Linked DNA regions of Sus scrofa: regions 1, 2, 3 and 5 are each linked to region 4. Evidence: chromatin contacts called from public HiChIP or PLAC-seq and promoter capture Hi-C data. All regions are on one chromosome and are shown on one strand. Each heading gives the region's core, a stretch centred on a gene start, on an enhancer-like site or on the middle of the called end of the contact. The rest is flanking DNA. Distances are from core to core; before and after follow the strand shown.

Region 1 (2,700 bases), core at 89-2,588, 200 kb before region 4:
CAAAAACAAAACGATAGATGGCCAATAAGCACATAAAAATATGCTCAATATCTTTAGTCCTTAGGGAATTGCAAATCAAAGCTTGCTAGGATGGCTATAATAATAAGAGTTGGTGAGAATGTGGAGAAATTAGAACTCTCATACACTGCTGGCGGGAACCTGAAGTAGTTTAATTGTTTGGGGAAAGCTTGGCAGCTCCTCAAAAAGCTAAGCATGGGGTTACCATGTGACCCAGCAATTCACTCCTATGTATGCGCCCAAGAGAGTTAAAACCACACACCCATACACAACCTTGAACACTAATGTTCATAGAAACATTGTTCATAATAGCCAAAAAGTGGAAACGATCCAAGTGTCCCTCAGTACTCGAATGAATAACAAAATGTGGTATATTTAGAGTTCCCACCGGCAAAGCGGAAACGAATCCGACTAGGAACAATGAGGTTTCGGGTTCAATCCCTGGCCTCACTCAGTGGGTTAAGGATCCGGGGTTGCCATGAGCTATGGTGTGGGTTGTAGACGCGGCTGGGATCTGGCATTGCTGTGGCTCTGGCATAGGCCGGCAGCTACAGCTCCGATTAGACCCCTAGCCTGGGAACCTCCATATGCCGTGGAGGAAGCTCTAAAAAGACAAAAAAAAAAAAAAAAAAAAAAGGTAGTATATCTAAACAATGGAATATTAGTCACAAAAAGGAATTAAATTCTGATACATGATACAACATGGATGAACCTTGAAAATACTATGTTAAGTGAAAGATGCCACTCACAAAAGACCGTATCTTCTATGACTCCATTTATGTAAAATATCCAGAACAGATAAATCCATACAGAGAAAGAATGGCCGGCAGCTACAGCTCTGATTTGACCCCCAGCTTGGGATTTTCCATAGGTCGCAGGTGCAGCCCTAAAAAAAATTAAAATTAAAAAATTAAAAAAGCGGGAGAATGTGTTAAATTTGAATCACAGGTAAATAATAATTTGTTAATACTATAAATATGTCCCATGCTATGGACACAGTGGAGGGGAAAGACTATAATGTAATAAAAATGCTATAAAAGTAGTACAGAATGTCAGGAATTGAGGCAACCCCTGAGTTTGCCTAAAGGCTGAGTGGTCTGACTTAATAGGAACTCATACCTACTGATCCTTTCCCTGGGTAAAAAATGCAGACCGTGTTTCGGGATCTAGAGCTTAACTCTCTACCAACCGGAATTCATCTGATTTGCTGCCTGCAGCCGCTAGATGCCACCACAGACACATCTGTTGAAATCTAAACAATCACGATGTGAGCTCCTCTTTTTCTGCTTGGCTCCTTAGCTGGGGAGAAACATAATGCGCGAGTTGAGCTCTCACGAGAGTTAAAGGAAGTCTCGCGATTTTTCTGTTTCTTTCTTCGCTCTTTTTATTTATTTATTTATTGTTTGTTTGCTTAGCTACTGACAACACGCCAGTTGCTCCCCTTCTTTCCAAGTAAAAGTGGCCTGGCCTGAGATTAGGGTGAGACCCCAGCCCTAGGCTGGGGTTCCTTCCAGATAGAAGAGACGGATTCGGAGGGGCTACAGGTAATTCGTACTCACCCTAACAGAGAACGCTTCCTCTCTCCCAAGAGGAATAGAAAGGACTCCTTTTCTGTCCTCGCAACCCCTCTCCACTTCTTTCCGTTTTCTTACCCACTATACTTTCTCCCTTCCCTTCACGCCATCACCGACCATTCTGCTTGCCTTACTCCCCACGAAACGTAAGGGGCATCCGAACTACAAGACGAGACCAAGGGGGGTGGGGTGGTCATGGTATAGATGAGGGTGATGCTTTTGGACCAAGAGACTAGAGTTTAACCTCTCTTAGAGGAACAGCCCCCGCCCTGGTGACTCTAGAAACAGAATTGTTTCTAGAACCTCTACAGCTAAGAAATCCCAGCAGCCTTGGGAAACTGACCGAACCTGAGGCTCACTTGAGCCGTTCTCTACAAAAGAGCTTTGGGGAAGGTGATGCAGAAGTTGGCTGTTGTTTCGCTCCAGGATTTCTTCGTTCTCCGGTCAGCCTGCCAGCAGTTCCTAAATAAGGGCTGCAGCAGAATGACTTAACTGCTTGAACTGGGGTGAGGGTTTCATGTAAAACTGGTGTCTCGGAACCATTGCTGGTTTGGAGTCCAGCTCCCCACAGAGTGCTTACTGTCCCGTGATAGGAGCTGTGTAATCATGTTTCCTTTTACTTAGACCAAGATTATAGAAAACCAGACATATGATGAGCGTCTAGAGATTAACGACTCGGAAGAGGTTGCAAGTATTTATACTCCTCCCTCAAGACACAAAGGTAAGAAATAAATGAAGAGAAAAGAAGACAGACGGTTCTCAGAGCAAAGAGCAGGATGGACTCATGATTGTTTCCAATAATTTTTTAGTTTATAATAGCAAATGTTGACTTTCAGAGTCAAGTTATTTGTTGTCGCTTCTGTTTTCTAACTACTTAAGGAGGGAGAAAACACCGCCACCCACATTGCAGGATCTTCCTTCAATCTGACCAGTTTCCCATCATCATTTATTTCGTGATACTCTTTACCCATAATCTGCCAGGGGTTCATGTTTGTTTATTTAATTTATCAAAAGTCTTGGAGTTCCCGTCGTGGCGCAGTGGTTAACGAATCCGACTAGGAACCATGAGGTTGCGGGTTCGGTCCCTGCCCTTGCTCAGTGGGTTAAC
Region 2 (2,700 bases), core at 86-2,585, 150 kb after region 4:
AGGAGCGGGAGGGAGGGTATGGCAAAGTCATGCGGGAGCGACATTGCTAGGCCCCCTGGGGAGGCCACTCTGCTGAGGGCAGAGATTTTCCCAAGGAGCAGGAAATTGTGAGAAGCAGAAGCTCTGCTGGATAGAAGACTAATATCAAACTTGCCCTGAGAGTTCCTGTTGTGGTTCAGTGGGTTAAGAACCTGACTAGTATCCTTGAGGATGCAGGTTCCATCCCTGGTCTCGCTCAGTGGGTTAAGGATCTATGTTGACCTGAGCTGTGGCATAGGTCACAGATGCGGCTCAGATCCCCGAGTTGCTGTGGCTGTGGTGTAGGCCAGCAGCTTCAGCTTCAGTTGGACCCCTAGCCTGGGAAATTCCATATGCTGCAGGTGTGGCCCTAAAAGGAAAAAACAAAAGCTAGAAACTTGCCCTCATACCCAATATCAAGTAATTTTGAGTATTATGAGTGTTTCTCGGGCTGGAGATGATTGATTTCAGGGTGAAAGGAAGCGGTTGCCTGCGGGGTAGACAGAGCATCTCTGCCTGTCAGCACAACACTGGCTAAACACAGCATAGAAAAGAGGGTGCCGAGGGTGCTGTTAGATCCTTGCATAAATATTGTGTCACAAGGGACTGTTTTCCTTCTGTTTAAAATATCCCTTCCAACTCTCAGATTTTATTTTTTGGCCATACCTGCAGCATGTAGAAGTTCCGATGCCAGGGATTGAACCTGTGCCATAGTAGTGACCCAAGCCACAGCAGTGACAACACCAGATCCTTAACCCACCTAGCTACCAGGGACCCCTCCAACCCTAAGATTTTTAAAAAGTTCTGTGACTTATTACACCTAATAAGTATAGTCTAACTGCCAGGAAGGCTGCATGCCGACCTTCCTGTGATAGCACAGAGTCCGATTCCTGCTTTTTTTCTGCTCAACTCTCCCGGGAAGTCCAGCACCTAGAAGAGGCACTGGCTGTGTAGTGAGGAGGGTAAGGACAAAAGGAGTGAGCCGGCCACATAGTGCTATTTGTGGACTAATGATAGACGCCCCGGCCATGAAGCGAGCAGTGTTCTGCTGGGGTCTGTCAGGAAGACTGGCCTCCTCTGTTTATGGGATGATGGCTTGTATTTGTTCCTGTTGCACCAGCGCTAAGGACACGTGACTCCTGGCTGATGGCCGCAGAGGAAGGTTCTGCTAGCAAAGTGTGAGATCAGAGACCTGGCCTGGTTCCACCAGGGGAAATATGAGCGCCACTCTGAAGCCGCAGTTGAATATAGTCACCCCCGCCCCCATCCTTCTCCTGTTAGTGCCATGTGATGCACAGGAACTGCCAGAACCTCGTCCTGCCTCTCAGAGACCTGCTGATACAGCTGCACAGTGGCTGCTGCTGAATGTGTCACCCACCTGGGCAGTACTGTTGGCAGACAGTCTGTGGGGCAGAGGTGATGCAGGAGTGAGTCATTTTCAAAGCCAGCCTCCCCGGGCTCAGTGCTAGGGGCTTGGGATTTACACTCTGCGGAAAATAGCACCCCTGTCCTCTTGAAACAGATCCAATAGAGCAAGTGTGATGAGAGGCCCAGGCCACAAACTCAAAGCCCTTCAGGGACTGGTCATGTTATTTGTTCTATTTTATTTTACTTTTTGGCTGTGGTGTGTAGTGGCTTGAGGTGGGATCTCAACTCCCAGACCAGGGATTGAACCCCAGGCTGCAGTGGTGAAAGTGCTGAATCCTAACTACTAGACCACCAGGGAACTCCTGCTGGTCAAGTTATTTTAAAACAGTATATGCCAACTTAAACAAGCCTATGGGTGAATTCTGGCCTGCATACCTTGGGTATGGAGGTGTTATCTGATAGGGGGCAGGGGCAACAGAGAGCCTTTGATTTTTTTGTGTGTGTGTGTGTCTTTTTAAGGCTGCACCCACAGCATATGGAAGTTCCTAGGCTAGGTGTTAAATCAGAGCTGCAGCAGCCAGTCTATACCACAGCCACAGCAACACCAGATCCGAGCCATGTCTGCAAGATACACCATGGCTCATGGCAACGCCAGATCCCTAACTCTCTGAGCAAGGCCAGGGATCGAACCTGTGTCCTCATGGATCTTTGTTGGGTTTGTTACTGCTGGGCCACGATGGGGACTCCAAAGAGCATTTGATTTTTGATTAAATTTACCTAAATGAAGGGGTCGCCACTCTGTGCCCCCTTTCTGAGGCTGTAGAGCACCCTGGTTAAGATGCCAAGCTTTGGAGTTGGAGAGACCCAGACAGACTTCAAAACTAGATCATCTTGGGCCCGTAGCTTTGCCTCGAGCCTCAGTTTCCTCATCCTTAACTGAAAGAATAAAGCCTACTTCCCAGGTGGTAAGGACCCACTGAGATAGTGCCCGTGAAATTCAGAATCGGTCCAGGCAGATGGAAAGGGCTCTGTAAATGGTGACTATTATGATTGAGATGCTTCTTACAAAGGTGTTTTGTTCTCTCTCCCCACAGCACCCAGTTTGGCCTTCCCTGAGGTCAGCACCAGGCAGCCCACTTGACAGAAAGTCAGCTGGGGGAATGCCAAAAACTGAGCACGCCTTTTGAGAAGAAAGGGGAGTTTCCTTTGTTCTTGTCCCTGACAGAGACGCTCCTTCCTCTGTGTCCTGAGTCCATGTACCAGTTATTTCGGATCCCCCTGCCCTCCCAGTCATCCTCCCGCACCCCCCTGCTT
Region 3 (2,700 bases), core at 131-2,630, 240 kb before region 4:
GACTGAGTATGTGATGGGTGTGAGCCGTGGGGGCTGCGTGTCAGGGAGTGCGTGTGCGCGGGGAAGGGTGTGTGCGCGGGGAAGGGCGTGAGCGCGGGACGCCGCAAGTGTGAATGTGGACCTCCTGAGAGTGCTTGGCGTGTGTGTAGAGTGTGTAGAGGTCTAGGAATGTTTGGGTCCCACACGTGTAACTGCAGAGAGAGACAGGGGTGTCGGCGTGGCTTGTGTAGTGGGAAGGGTGAGTGGGTGGTGCCTGGTGGGGCACCGAGGGTGTCTGCTCGTGGGATGCCTGACGTGGTGGGGAGTTTTGTTTGTGTGTGACCGGTCCGATGAGTCAGCCCTCCGGGAGGCTTCGGGACCGCTGAGCTAACGGGCCCAGAATGCAGCCCCGCCCCGGCGCCCTGGGTCCCCCGCCGGGCGGCGCGCTCTCCCGGCCCAGCCGCCGCTCGCGCCAGCCTGGGCGGAAGAGTCAGCGAGCGCCTCGGCAACCCCGCGGCCCCTCCCGGGCCCCCTCCCGCCCGCGCTTCCCAGTCCCAGAGGAGCCCGGATGACCTGGCTCAGCCTCGGCCCGGGGAACTCCGCAAGGGATTCGAATCCAGACCAAGCGGGAACTCACTGACCCCACAGCCCTCTCCAGCCTCCAGGACCCCTAAAGATGCGGGTCCTCCGAGGAGGGCCCGGGAGGCCCCAGATGTGCCACCTATCTACTGATACTCCCACGAGTCGCTCCCGGATACTACTGCCTCCGAGCCCTACTTAACATCCCTTTCCCATCCCTAAAGGAGGCCCGGCTCGGGACAGAAGCAGAGATGCCCCAGGGGACCCCCTCGCTCCTGGTGCAGTGCTCTTAGTCCTTCTATCAGCGGAAGAGCAGAGGTGTGGGGGGCAGGCGGACGAGTCCCAGGAGTATCGCCGGGCTGCCTGGGTTCCCGCAGGAGACTCTGAAGGGACAGGGTCCTCGTTCTTCCAGAGTGGGATAGGGGGTGAGGGGTGGAGCGCGAGGGCCCCCTCTGGCGGCGGCGCGGGCAGCGGCTCAGGAGGGCAAGAGTAAGGAGTTCCCAGGAAAGCAACGAAGCCCATTCTGCAGAAAAACCTTGGCGCTCCCATGCACTCACCTGAGGCACCCCCTCCTCCTCTAAGGGTTTCTTCCGGGCTCTCCAGCCCAAAGCTGATCTGAGGGCTGTCGCCAGGCCCCTGGGATTTCCTCCTGTCCTGTCCCAGCAGTGCAGCTAGCAGGACTCGCAGGCTCAGTGAGAGGGAACGTTCTTACCTCGGCGGGAGAGGGGGACACCGGTTCCTTAGCCCGGCTCAGCCTCTGAGGCCTCAGGCTCCGGAGAACACTCTTGCTTTTCCCTGGGAGCCCAGAAAGTAGGAGGAGAGCGAGCGGGTCCCGCCTCCCCATTCCCCACCCCACCCCCACCCCCACCCCCCGCTAGTCCCCGCCCCCGTCCCCCGTCCCGTCCGCCCGGCCAGCCTGAGGAGACGCCCTTGTGGGACCGGAGCCCAAGGTCCCCCCCACCCACCCTTTCCCAGAGCAGCACCTCCCCCCCCCCGCCCCCGCCTGCACAGCGCCCGCTTTGTTCATCTCTGCAGCTGGGCTCTCGGCTACCACCACCACCGTATACACCCCCCATCCCCACTCACTTTCCGGGTCCGACTCTCTTAGACCACCCTCCAGCCTAGGCTTTAAGGTGCTTCTGAGGATTGACAGTTTCTCTCTACTTCCGCCCCCCCCCCCCCGCCCCGAACTTTAGATGTCTAAACCCTCCATCAGCTCCCAGTGAACCTCATAGTCCCAGCCCTCCAACACACTCTCAATATTTCCAAATACCTTCAGGGGATATCCAGGTTTGGCCTCTGTCGCTCCTGCTCATCCTACCACCATGACAGCTTATGGGGTTGATAACCCTGCATATACGGTGGCACAGATATTTTCAAGGATAGGTACAAGAAGGCGTGTTAAAGTGCCATGCAAACTGTAAAGAACAGGAAAGCTGAATGGAAGTGTCATCCTGGCCCCTTGTTAGCTCCACCCCCACCACAACCTGCAGGATTATAACTGGAAGGCAAACGATAGATTTATAGTTGAGCACACCATCCTATAGCAGTTTGGATCTCTGTTGGACTGAGAAGTTAATAAGGAAAAAGAGGAGGGACTAAAAACCTAAGAGAAACCTAGACACTGAGCCTGGCTGAAAGTCATGCTCCTTTTCAACCCCCACCCGAAATCCAACGCTGATAGTGGATCCTTACCTTGCAAAGCCAGCTCTTGCCTCAAGAGACTGGGGAGGCCCCAGGGAACTGAACTCAGCTAGACTGGATTCCTTTAACTTTCATTAGAGGGACCTCTGAGACTGACTCTTCCTCCCTGAAGGAGAAGGCAGAAAGTCCCCAAGCCCCAAGGAGAAAGCAGAAAGCCCCCAATTCCAGGGGGGGAGAATAGCAGAAAATCAGGGACAAGTCTTGTTCTGATTCAGTGACTTTAGTGTGTACCCTCTCTCCCTACCTAACTCAGGAACGACAGGAGGTTGAACTTCAGGAATCTCTGGTCACTCATTGACAGGGCCAGCATTAGCAGGGGGCCCCCCACAGCAGGAGGCAGGAGATGACTGGAGCCAGGCAATGGACAAAAAGGGGGAGGGGGAGGGAAGCTCTTTGCAGCTACCTGCTATAGCTAACAGAGGTCGAACTATCAGGCTA
Region 4 (2,700 bases), core at 57-2,556:
ACCTGTGTCTTCGTGGATACTAGTCAGATTCGTTTCTGCTGAGCCATGACCGGAACTCCCTAAATCCGTCCTCTTTAAAAACATGTTTCCCTCTGATACATGTGCTCCAAGAGTCTGTAATAGCTGTCTAGCCCAGTCCTACAAAATCCTTTCACTCTCCCCTGATTCAATCTTTTGTTTATAAGCAATACTGCTATCCCTTAAGGGCCACTGACAGCTTTTAAAGAGATGAGCGCACGTTTTAACATCGGACTTGATATTGCTTTTAAACAGAAATACTCGGAATACTTCACAAAACTGGGATTCTCAAAATCAAACTTTATTAAATCATACTCCATAAGGTCTAAGTTTCCTGGTGAGGTCAAACCAAAAAAGGAATTAAAAAAATATTTCATCACATGTTCCCCCTCCAATTACCCTTTCAGGCCTCTACTGTGGAAACAGATCCTTTGGTCACATCAGTCACATCGGCAAGCTAGAAGGAGCTCATCAAGTAGCAAAGCAGACAGTACTCCCTCCTGGGGCCCATTTTATCTCAGAAGGGCTCCCATGTGAGACCAAAATGGTCCATGCGAGTGAGACTAAACATTTTCTTGTTCTGGAAGCAAAAAACTGATCCCAAGGAGAAGATCCATCAAAAATAAGCTCCTGAGCTCTAGTTACTCAATTTTGCAAGTGCCTTCTAAACCCAGCTGCTGAGGGAGCAAGAAGCAGAGTGCCAGCAGAGTTTTGAGAGGTGAAATGATTGCTTGCCTTAAGAAATGTCAATACCCTGCCATATGTATTCAACTGGTTTGATTACCAGCCTATGACACAGCCGTAGGCTGTGCTTAATTTCCTCTTCTTTGGCACTTGGCTATCTGTTGTCTACTTTTTATATTTTATCCCTCCAGGTTCCATAAGGTATTCGCAGCATGGAGGGAGACCCACCCACTGGGCGCACGTTCTAGAGAAAGAAAGTCAAAATTAATGCAAGGCCAAGATTCCTGGCTTTTCCAGGAAGAGAATGGCCAAGGGGGCCAGAGAGGCCAGAAGCTAGAGCACTGTAAGGGGTTCCCAAAACAGTCAGGGTCGAAGTTCATGGAGGAGAAAGCCAGTGGTCAGGAAAGCACAGGTAAAAAGAATTTGAAAGAGCTAACAGTGCAGAGGTTTGGACTGGCATTCGACTAGAAGGAAAAAATTCCTCTGCAGCCTCAAAGGTTCCCCTCCCCTCCAGCTATTTTGTCTCTTACCAGAGCCAGAAGGGCCAGCAGCGACGACACGACAGAGTCTCAGTGGCCGAAGGGTTCCCACTTCCGACTCAGCACCGCAACCGGAACTTACATCATGACTAGGCGCCGTGCCTTGAGGAATCTCGTCTAGGCGCCGGAAACTGGGTGTGTCGCTCTGCGTTGGGAGCGGGCGCGCAAACATCCCCACGACGCATGCGCTGGCTGGCTGGGGCGGAGCGGAAGTAGCCGGAAGTGGCGTTAGGGCGGTGTCCGGCGGGTAGTGGCAGGCTTATGGGTGAGCTGCAAGGCAGGTGTTTTGAAGCTTCACGGAGTATGAGACGGGTCTCCGAAATCCGTGTATGGGTGACAGATATGACTTGGTAAACCCTGGCTCTGCTCTAGGCCACTGTGGGCTTCTTTCTATTTTTCCCATTAGCCTTAGGCTTTTTTGAAGCAGCTTCTGTACTTTTTATAAATTATTATCTGTGAAGCAGTTAACAGTAGTAATAACAGTAACTGAAAGTTGTGAATTCTTTTTAGGTGCCAGGCAATGTGTTCTTGTAAAGTGGAGACGATATACATCCTCAAGGTTGCCTCGAGGTACACAAAGGCAAAGGAAGCGGCATATTTTTTAAGAGTGCAAATGAAAAGACAATTCAGGAGTTCCCGTCGTGGCGCAGTGGTTAACGAATCCGACTAGGAACCATGAGGTTGCGGCTTCGGTCCCTGCCCTTGCTCAGTGGGTTAAGGGTCCGGCGTTGCTGTGAGCTGTGGTGTAGGTCGCAGATACGGCGGATCCCGCGTTGCTGTGGCTCTGGTGTAGGCCGGCGGCTACAGCTCCGATTCGACCCCTAGCTTGGGAACCTCCATATGCCGTGAGAGCGGCCCAAGAAATAGCAAAAAAAGACAAAAAAAAAAAAAAAAAAAAGACAATTCATTGAGTGACAGAAATATTTGTAAATTACATATCTGATTAAGAAGTAACATCCAGATATATTTTAAAAAGTCTGTAACTCAACAACAACCAACACAAATGACTGGATTAAAGAATGGACAGTGGACTTGAATAAACATTTCTCTAAAGAAAACGTACAAAAAGGAGTTCCCCTCATGGCGCAGTGGAGACGAATCTGACTAGGAACCATGAGGCTGTGGGTTCGATCCCTGGCCTTGCTCACTGGGTTAAGGATCCTGCATTGCCATGAGCTGTGGGTGGTGTAGGTCACAGACATACTTAGAGCTCCAATCTCGTGTTGCTGTGGTGTTTCTATGGCTGTGGCTCCTATTGGACACCTAGCCTGGGAAACTGTATATGCCTGAGTGAGCCCTCCCCCCCCCCCAAAAAAAAAGAAAAAAGAAAATGTGCAAATGGCCAATAAGCACATGAAAAGATGCTCAATGTCAGTAGTCATTAGGGAAATGCAAATCAAAACCAGGACGAAATGTCACCTTACCCGTTAGGAAAGTGATTATGAAAAAAATGGAAAAT
Region 5 (2,700 bases), core at 142-2,641, 190 kb after region 4:
GGCATTGCTCTTAACAATTGCAAGAGGTAAATATCTTCGCTTTCACTGTAGTACAGACAGGCTTCTGCAGAAGATTGCATAACTTGCTCAAGGTCACACGCCAATAAATGCTGGAGCTAGGACTAGATTCCCCAGAGCTACTGTACCACTATCACAGCTCACTACAGAGCCACTGTACCACTGTCACAGCTCCTGGAAAAAACCCAAATAGACATTCAGGCTTTCCCATACAACCACAAGGGGCCCAAGATTCCTCTGAAGCCCCCTGGCTAAAAAGGTGGGTGGTGGTGGGACTGTAGCAGGGGTCAGGCCATGAAGTGGGAGCAGGTTTCCAAGTCTGAACTAGTGCCCAGAGAGGCAAAGGATGGAGGGTCAGGAACAAGGGGCCTGGGATGGAGGGAGGGGGCTGGGAGGTTAGCAGTGGGGTGCCGAGGGGAGGACAGCAGACATTAGTTACCAAACCACACCCCAAACTGCACTATTCACTGGTAACTCCAGAGTGTCTGAGAAAAGGCTCCTTTGTTGGCAGTTTCACCTTGGCCCTGGCTGTGACCCCCAAGCCTGGGAGGGCTGACCTGGGCTCCTCCATCCCCAAAGGGAGGTGAGGCCATGAAGACTTCAGGTTTCTGAAGGACAGAGGAAACCATTGGAGGAGGGTGAAAGGGGAGGGGCGGGGAGTGCCTAGGTAGGAAAAATGAGAATAGAGGTGCTGCAGGAAGGTGAAGAAGGAGCCCCAATCGGATTGGTAGTGTCTGGCCGGATTCCCCAACCAGGGGCATCATGATTTCCCAGCTCATGAAGCAATGGCCGAGGTGGATGGGCGGTGGCGGGGGCAGTTTGCAGTTGGAAGCCGGTCCCCGGGACCCTGCCCAGCGGAGCAAAGGCGGGGCGCGGGGCTCAGAGGCTGCACGCGAGTCAGAATCAGTGGGGTGCAGTGGGGAAGCCCGCACACGCCCACCGGCTGCGCCAGTGTCGGCCATCCAAGCGGTCCCCTCGTGGTCCCCACTCGTGTTTCCCAAAGTAGAACACCCGAAAAGCTCCACCTCTACTCCTCCCCAAACTATCCTCCTAATTGGCAGCTCAGCGCATGGGATGATGCGGGCGGCTGCGGGTGGCCCTGCAGTGCCAAGCCGCAGCAGCCCTGCCCAAGCCGGAGGGGAAGCGGGGGGCCCGGCACGCTCCCGGGGCTCGGGGACCACGAGGCGGGGGCGCCCCAGGCACCGCGGCGGCCACCGCCCCTCCTGCGGCTGGAGCGCTTCCAGAGCAGAGGCGCAGCGTCGCTCGCCTCTGCACTAGCTCGGCGGTCCTCCTGCTCCTGTTCCTCCTCTTCGTGCTCCTCCTCCTTCTCCCCGTGCCCTCAGCGGCCGCTCCCGCAGTCGGCTCCTCCTCTCCCTCCCTCCCCCTCCTCTCCTGCCATCCCCGCTAACTTTCCCAAGCTCAGCCGGCGGCGCAGAGCTCCCCGGCAGCCTCCAGGCCCACTGCAGACCGCGGGCTGCGAGCGCGGCTGCGCCCTGTATCCTGTCCCCGCGCCCCTGGCGCGCTCCGGAGAGAAAAGAACGATGCTCGGGGCCGGGGACCGAGGCGCACCCAGGGCGAGATGGCTGGGCACTGGGCTTTTGGGTAAGGCAGCCCCAGCTCGGTTTCTTCTCCTGCCTCTTCCCCCCTCCTCCCCCATCTCCCCCCAGAGCAGGGGTCACTTCGAAGAGCAGTGCCTTGGACGGGGGGAAGGCTTTGGAGCGGGGCTACTGGCTTGAGACTCTAGCTGGGAGGGCTGAGCTCCCCGGGGACAGTGCGCCGTCCCCCGCCCCATCGGCCCGCCAGCCTCGCGATTAGTTTTTTTTTTTTTTTGCTGTTTCTGGTGCCTTCAGCCCCGCACTTCTGGAGCTGGATCTTGGGGACCCGAGTTGAGACGTTTAAGCTGCTGGGGGAGAGCGGCTAATGCCTTGGGTGGAGGGGATGCCAGGTGGGTTGCAAGTGTGATTGTTGAGATGCTAGTTTCTACCCCTGCTCAGAGCTCTTTGCTACTTGGAAGCTGGTTGTCCAGGCACCGGCATGCACCAGTTGGGGGTTGGGGAGCTCCCTTTCCTACTGATCCTTGTTCTGTTTGCCTCCTCTGCCCTCTACTTCCTCTGGTGTCCACTGCCTTCCCTGCAGACTGGATGTGTTGGAGGGACTTGGAGGATCATTTAAGCCCCCTTTTAGGAAAGATATTTTCTCTCTTCCTAGGAAGAGATTCCCTGGGGGAATGGGGAGGACCTGTTTCACCTGCTCCTGGCTCTTCATTTTGGGATGAATATGAAGACTGAGGAGGCCCGGCCAGAGGACACAGAAAGAACAGATTATCGATATCTATTAATATGCACATGATAGTTTTGAGCATCAAACTCTAAGAGATTAGGGAATGATATTTATTTGTCCAGAACATTATCTCCTCATAACTCAGAGCTGGCTTTCAAATGTAAGCCAACTCCATCTCTGGCACCCGCACCTCTTCCTGTTTGTATTTGTCAGATGTGGCTTTTGGCAGCTCCCTGCATGGGGTAGGCACGCGACGTAGGCATTTGGGCTGAAAGCAGGGAGGCAGAAGTCTTTAAGGGCGATCACTGCTGTTTCTGCAAATGTAAACTGTGTGCAGGCCTGTCATGTTGGCACCTGGTGGCGGAGGGGGGTGAGAGTACATCTTTCACTCAGGAGCCACCA

Evidence for each region. Promoter capture Hi-C pulls out the DNA fragments that hold promoters and counts their contacts. HiChIP or PLAC-seq counts read pairs in DNA pulled down with a chosen protein or histone mark.
Region 1: an H3K27ac HiChIP or PLAC-seq map of alveolar macrophages shows a contact between it and region 4. The contact joins the promoter of IFT46 here to the promoter of UBE4A in region 4. A contact is called at or near these places in 3 of 5 promoter capture datasets (fetal liver, fetal skeletal muscle and liver), 7 of 47 Hi-C or Micro-C datasets (embryonic fibroblasts, heart right ventricle, liver and 2 more) and 2 of 2 datasets of contacts at active chromatin or transcription factors (alveolar macrophages and skeletal muscle).
Region 2: a contact with region 4 is called in a promoter capture Hi-C map of liver, with 4 times the contacts expected there. The contact joins the enhancer-like site here to the promoter of UBE4A in region 4. A contact is called at or near these places in 1 of 5 promoter capture datasets (liver), 14 of 47 Hi-C or Micro-C datasets (alveolar macrophages, blood, embryonic fibroblasts and 10 more) and 1 of 2 datasets of contacts at active chromatin or transcription factors (alveolar macrophages).
Region 3: an H3K27ac HiChIP or PLAC-seq map of alveolar macrophages shows a contact between it and region 4. The contact joins the promoter of PHLDB1 here to the promoter of UBE4A in region 4. A contact is called at or near these places in 1 of 5 promoter capture datasets (fetal skeletal muscle) and 1 of 2 datasets of contacts at active chromatin or transcription factors (alveolar macrophages).
Region 5: an H3K27ac HiChIP or PLAC-seq map of skeletal muscle shows a contact between it and region 4. The contact joins the promoter of SCN4B here to the promoter of UBE4A in region 4. A contact is called at or near these places in 3 of 5 promoter capture datasets (fetal liver and liver), 13 of 47 Hi-C or Micro-C datasets (blood, brain, embryonic fibroblasts and 7 more) and 2 of 2 datasets of contacts at active chromatin or transcription factors (alveolar macrophages and skeletal muscle).

What each region holds. Positions count from the first base shown.
Region 1 is chr9:45,860,556-45,863,255 of Sscrofa11.1, reverse strand. IFT46 (intraflagellar transport protein 46 homolog) reads left to right here and starts at 1,338. Exons shown (of 12, transcript XM_003357317.4): 1 at 1,338-1,562; 2 at 2,217-2,313.
Region 2 is chr9:45,506,781-45,509,480 of Sscrofa11.1, reverse strand. JAML (junction adhesion molecule like) reads left to right here. Exons shown (of 10, transcript NM_001244730.1): 10 at 2,481-2,700. The coding sequence ends at 2,573. Among named protein-coding and RNA genes, the nearest start is that of SCN2B, 5.6 kb to the right of the region's middle. Within about 2 kb of position 1,335, at least 31 of the 83 cell types and tissues checked have an H3K27ac peak or open chromatin away from gene starts, as enhancers often do. A contact at or near this core is called in fetal liver, liver, retroperitoneal adipose tissue and 1 more, where this site is marked.
Region 3 is chr9:45,900,779-45,903,478 of Sscrofa11.1, reverse strand. It overlaps PHLDB1 (pleckstrin homology-like domain family B member 1), which reads right to left and starts at 1,380. Exons shown (of 26, transcript XM_021062931.1): 1 at 1,116-1,380.
Region 4 is chr9:45,659,696-45,662,395 of Sscrofa11.1, reverse strand. UBE4A (ubiquitination factor E4A) reads right to left here and starts at 1,306. Exons shown (of 20, transcript NM_001244872.1): 1 at 1,233-1,306.
Region 5 is chr9:45,474,297-45,476,996 of Sscrofa11.1, reverse strand. It overlaps SCN4B (sodium channel subunit beta-4), which reads left to right and starts at 1,391. Exons shown (of 6, transcript XM_013977487.2): 1 at 1,391-1,620; 2 at 1,869-1,963. The coding sequence starts at 1,939.